Linked DNA regions of Columba livia: region 1 is linked to region 2. The links are chromatin contacts, called in public Hi-C maps. All regions are on one chromosome and are shown on one strand. The core of a region is the stretch at or near the end of the contact, and the rest is flanking DNA. Distances in the headings are between cores, read along the strand shown.

Region 1 (3,065 bases), core at 110-2,609, 170 kb after region 2:
TCAGAAGGAACCTCCTGTCTTTCAGTTTGTGCCTATAGCCTCATGAAGACAAGATTTCTCTGCACCTTATCCAGAATAGAAGAACCACTCTATGGAAGACCCTATGGCATTGTATAGCTGCTGAAGGGTAGCATTCAGAAAATCTAATCAAGAATCACATCAGTATTTCGTTACATGAACTGTGAATTAAATCCTTACATTTAATATCAATGCAACAAAACAGATTTCAAGGTTTTTTTTAAAAAATGGAAGCACAATGTACTGTGATTTGGCTACTAAAACTAAATGATGTATTCATAAGAAGCTTTATATGAATTGGTAAAGACAACAAAAAAAGTTGTAGAGGGGTATGAAGGAAAAAGATGAGAAGGAAAACGAAGACATAATTTGCAAACAATTGCAAAATGTATCTTCATGTATCAGGCTTGATTTTAAAACTGAAATCAGAAGAAAAATACAAGTGATGGAAAGCAAATTTACTTTTATCTGTTGCAATACTCACTTAGTGCATGATAAATAGGTTTATGCTTGCCTTCAAGCCTCATGACAGCTGCAGCTGCTATTTTTCCTGGTGGCTGCATCTTCGCATCGAGCAGATACCAGGCTCTGGCAAAGGTAGCCCATTGCTAAAAGAGAGAGAGGTAGTACTTAACATATTAAGAACACAGTACCATACATAAATCTAGCCTCTCTAATTAGATCGACTTCTTTTAAACTCCAAAATACTAGAAGAAATGTGAATATTCAACAATATCCCTCCTAAATAATCTTTAAATGGGTGGAGAATGCTGCTACACACTGTGATACAACCACTGCTGTGTGTGCTTCCAATGTATGTGGTGGTAATAGCACTGAAAGATTACCAGCTCCAAGCCTTTTGTTTCAAAAATTAATCTCTCTTGCTACAAGTCTTCCATTACGGCTAATTGACCTGGAAAACCAGGCCATTTAATGCCCAACATCTTCTTCCCTCTCAGTGAACAGGGCACAACTCCCCCGAACGTAGTTCTGTGAACACGAACAGCCTGAGCCGCCTGCAGCTGGCACCTTGTTCCTCACAGTCAGTCAGTCAGACAGTCACACCGCCAGCAGGCCCCTCAGGGCGAACACGGCCGCTCCGTGACAAGTCCGCCCGCCACCCCGGGGCCCTGGTGCTGCTCCGGCCCGGCGCCCGCCCGCTCCCTCACGGCCGCTCTCCTCGCCATGGCGGCCACCGCGCTCCCGCCGCCGCGTCCCCTCGCGTCCAGGGGGAGAGGCCGCGCTCACCTGGGCCGCCTTGGTGTAACTGGCCATGGCCGCCCTCCCGCCGCGGCTGAGGGGAAGGGAAGGGAAGCGGAGCCCCTTGGCCGCCGCACCGGCGGGAAGCGGAAGCGCTGCCCTGGTAGGGGCGGTGCGAAGCCGGCAGCGCGGGCTGTTCGGAGCGGCGGCGGCTTCGTCCCCGTCCGGGCATGGATCGCTACGTGCTGCTGCTGAGCTGGGGGCAGCGCCGGGGCCCAGGGGCAGGTACGGCCGCAGGGGACGGGACGGGACGGGACGGGACGGGACGTGGAGGCCGCGCGTGTGGGGAGCCCGGGGCCCGTCCGGCCGCCCTTAGGGAGGATTTTCTTTACGGCCGCTGGTCTGGGACCTGCACCCTTGCGGGCTTTCTGGGTCCCTACCTCGTTAAATCTCCCCCCCTCCTCTGCTTTTCTTTCTTTCTTTTTTTTTTTTTAAATGTAATACCTTAAACCTAAACTTGTGGGGGTTGTGTTTTAGTGTGACACTGCTATATAACTCCTTATAGCATTCCTGAGATCGCCACTACTTTAACGAGAATTTTACAAAATTTGTTTCTTTACACGTCTTCAAATTTGTAGCTGACTTTTTTATTTTTTTTCTTTTTTAAATACATAGAATCATAGAGAAGTTTGTGTTGGAAGGGACCTTTAAAGGTCATCTAGTCCAAACCACCAGACTGCTAATATTAAAGTAACTTTATAATAGTGTATTTGCAAGAAAGCAAGACTTAACTTCAGTAATTAGTGGATTGAAGAAAACCCTTTCTTTTTTTCTTTTTCCCCAGCTGGGACTGCTGCAAACATTTATCAGTTTCTGAAAGAAAGCTGTAACTCAGCTATAAACACAGATGTGAGCACCTTCCCAGGTAAATATAGAAATGTACAGTAAGGTAAAGACAAATATTGCCGAGGAATTGGCCTGGACACATGTGATCTCGGTGAAATGAGTCAGAAAGTTAAGGAAACCCAACTTCTGCGGTGTGGCTAAACCTGCGGGCAGGACTGCTGCTGCTGGTTCTGTGGAAAACTGATGTCACGTCAGCAGCTGAGCTGTTAGGAAATGATTAAATAGCTTTAGACAAGAATTTTGAAAGCCTGACAAATTTCAATGTGTCTTAACAGCAAGTAAGAGCAGAAAAGGGCTTGTTTCTCATGTCAGTGGGCAGCTTGATATTTTCATCACTTCTATGATGTCTTCTAATGTTTTTAGTGAAAGCAATATTTGTTGTGTAGCAATTCAGAACCGTAATCTGTTAATATGTATTAAATCATTTTATCATCTTGAAATAGACTTCTGAAGATCTGCTTTAGGACCTTTATGTTTTGGGGGGTCATTTGGTAAACAAATACTTTCGTAGATCTTTACATGTTTTGGATATCTAGTGTTAAGCTGTTAAGATGCACCTCATTTTCTTAGCTGTCATCTAACTCTGATTCATGTGAGGGAACCACTCTAAGCTGTTAAAATTAATGAAGATGGGAATGGTAGGCTGTTTTCAAATGTTGGGCTTTTTATTGCATAGAAGTGTTGAGAGAGTATGTCATTTTGTGAACTGCATAAACCTATTTATGAAAGTCATGATTTAGTTTCGGTATCACACAACTTCTGCCAATGGAGAACAATGTCGAACAGAATGGAGAGGAGATCAAAAACTTTCTTACTTATTAGCAGATCATTAATAGTTAGATATTTGCCTGCACACTTACCTGCACCTTAATGTTTAAACCTGAATTATGATGCTAAAGTAAAGTAGAATTTAGTCACTGTGGCACATTAAATGACTTGTA
Region 2 (2,982 bases), core at 359-2,858:
CCCTCAGCCTTTCCTCATAAGGGAGATGCTCCACTCCCTTAATCATCTTCGTTGCCCTACACAAGATTTATCATGGTTTCCAGAGTAAGCTGAGTAAAGCTCAATGGTAACAACTGTGATTCACTCTAAAAAGTGGACAAATAGTGTAAATAAACTGATATTAATAAAATCAGCCGACTTACCCTTGAAAGTACACATTTTGCATAAGCTTAAAATATTAACTTTATTTCTGATGCAAACGGGTGATTAAAAATTAAAGCATAAAGTCATTTGAGGGCTGCAAATAGTTATGGAATCTATTTACCGGTCAGCAGGATCCTCAGGACTTTCCACTGAGTCCCAGTACTCCGACCAGCTGCAGCCACAGGGTGGTGCTCATGGACTTTGCATTCTACGTTATAAATCCGGAAAAAAAAAAAAATGAGAGAAAGGGAGCCAAATTCTCCCTTTGGCAGGCTGCTCCTTGTCCTGCCCTGATTTATCTCTCTACATTTACCAAGTCTTGAAGGGCATTGCAAATAGATGTATCCATCTGCTTCCTTGTCTTCTGGATATTATTGTTTAGCTATATACATAAATCAGGGACTGAAAAGGTACAAAATATATCACATTTAGCATCGATAAGCTGAACTTCTTATTGCTTCAGAGGAGTTGTTATCTTGCGGCTTATCTCTTCTTGACTGGTACAAGTCTTGCCATTGCACACAGCTGGCGGTGCAAAAGAATAACTGCAGATGACAGGATCTCCCGATTCCTAGAGCTGGGAGATGCTTTTCAGATCTAAGAATGCTTTTTAACCTTTGCTATAGAAAACAACTGCACTTAAAGAGTTTTTTTAAAAAGCTGCAGTTTTAGTGGAAAGATACCTGTGCACTGTGAATCTGGACATGAGTCTGCAGCACTGTGGAATCCTACTCAACAACAATAGGTCTTGCTTTACAGTCACTGTCATCTCCCTGGGACTTGCTGCCTTCCCCTTCCCTAAAAGGGGCTCCTATTTTAAGAAAGGGTTGCACATCTCTTGTTTCACCTATGCCTGTTGTTTCTTAACTAAAATCCTTCAGTGATTTCATTTGTAACTGTATACAGATGACCAGGCATGTTGAAATTAATATTTTCATTCACCTCTTAAATTCTTGGGACTTTGTGAGCAGTGGCCTTAATTGTAAATTCAGTGGGGTATACCGTAAAGATACTCATATTTCTATATGAATATTGATTCTGCAATTGCACATCCCCACTGCAGTGTCTGTACATATGGCAAGAATGTGCATATGTACTATGACGCTTTTAATCAAGGTTTATACTAAGCCAGACAAGTACTGGAACACTTTAATATAAATATTTCCCCGATGAATCATTAATCTACACATCGCAATACCCGGCACCGGGGGATACTTGCATTCCAAGCCGTACTGCTTGACACCTTTTAAATCACTTAAAACGAAGTGAACGAGAAACTTCGGGGAGAGGGAAGTGAGTTAAAAAGTAGCAAAACCAGAAGAAAGATGACACTGACAAGCCCAGCACCTGCGCTTGTAACGCTGCCCCAAACCCGCCCCGCCGGGGTCCCACCCCGGCCCTGCCTCCCCGCGCACCTGGCCGCGCCCCCGCCGCGGAGCTCGGGCTCGGGGGCGGAGGCACCGCTCATGCCTCTTTCCCCCACCCCTTCTTTCCACTTTCTGCGCTATAATTGCCCGCCTCCTTTCGCTCCCTTTTTGCCTTATCAGATGCGGCGCGGCGAGGGGAAGAGCGGCCAGAGGGGAGGGAAGCGGCGCTCCCGCAGCCGGCTCAGCACCCGCAGCCCCGCCTGAGCGCACCCCCAGCGGCCGCTCCCCCGCTGGTGTCTGCGCAGGTCGGTGTGAGCTCCGCGTCGTCTCCTTCGAGGGCTGGGGCGGGGGGCTGGCTCCGGGGAGATAAAGCCGGTGGAGGGGTCAGGAGCGCTTCCCGCACACCTGCCCGGCCACCACCGCGGCGGCCGGCGCGAAGCCCCGGAGGGGAGAGCTGTGTGAGGATGGAGGGGTGGGAAGCGGCGCACCTGGGGCGGGGAGGGGGAGCTCCTTAGAAACTGCTGCAAAAGCCTTTCTTTTATAAATAATCATAATTACAAAGTAACCGGCCGCTCTTTAAAACGGAGGGTCTGGTTGCTGCCTGCATCGCCCCTGCGGGTGCATCCTCCCTGCCGCGGCACGTCGGAGCAGATCGCTGCGCCCCGGCTTCTCAGCCTGGGGGGAATATTGCAGCGGGGTCTGCTGGGGGCTGCCAGCGGGCCGCTGGGTTTCTCAGGCCCCGACCCTCGCCTCAGCTCGGCGGACGTAACGCACTCCCCGCTGCCCTTTTCTGAACTTGCGTGGGAATTCGCGTGGGAGGCGGGGGCTCAGGAGCGGCGCCGCGTTTGTGAGCCGCGGCCCCCGTGTCTGCGGGGGCTGCGGGAGGCGAGCGAAACGCGCCCGCCGTGTCGCGGCACCGCCGGCGGGTCTGTCAGAGCCGGGGCGGAATCCCCGCCCCGCCGACTCCTCCGCGCTTTCCCGCCCGTCCCGCGTGGGGGCGGCCATGACGGCGGGCCCGGCGGCTCCCTCGGGGCCGCGGTGGTGCCGGGGCAGGTCGCGCTTTTCCTTTCGCCCAGTGGGATGTCGAGCCGAGAAGCGGGTGCCCGTTCCCGGGCAGCGGCTGGACGCAGGGTCACACCGCTCCGTAACGAGCTACCGAGAGGGCTGGTGCGCGGGAGGGCAGCGCTAACCTGCCAGCCTCGGGGAGAGGTGCCAGGGCTGCGCCCAGGCGGCTCAGCCTCCTTGCCGGGGCGGCACAGAGCATGAAGACGTCCCTGGGGTTTCTCCAGTACTGGGGCACCTCGAAGACAGGTTGTTCCCTCGGGAGAAGGTGCCCCGTTCCTGGGGAGCCGGCCTCAGGGAGCAGCTGTGGGCACAGGGGGAGCGGCGCTCACCCCACGGGAACGGCTCTTGGCTTGGGAAAGTTCGGCCT

The links. Hi-C and Micro-C count contacts between places; a contact is called where the count stands out from the background.
Region 1: a Hi-C map of crop shows a contact between it and region 2, with 6 times the contacts expected there. The contact joins the promoter of MTBP here to the promoter of COL14A1 in region 2. A contact is called at or near these places in 2 of 2 Hi-C or Micro-C datasets (crop and liver).

What each region holds. Positions count from the first base shown.
Region 1 is chr2:148,723,534-148,726,598 of bColLiv1.pat.W.v2, forward strand. It overlaps MTBP (MDM2 binding protein), which reads left to right and starts at 1,360. Exons shown (of 22, transcript XM_065054344.1): 1 at 1,360-1,503; 2 at 2,063-2,143. The coding sequence starts at 1,449. MRPL13 (mitochondrial ribosomal protein L13) reads right to left here and starts at 1,429. Exons shown (of 7, transcript XM_005507277.3): 1 at 1,267-1,429; 2 at 503-626. The coding sequence starts at 1,293.
Region 2 is chr2:148,558,053-148,561,034 of bColLiv1.pat.W.v2, forward strand. COL14A1 (collagen type XIV alpha 1 chain) reads left to right here and starts at 1,609. Exons shown (of 48, transcript XM_065054335.1): 1 at 1,609-1,855.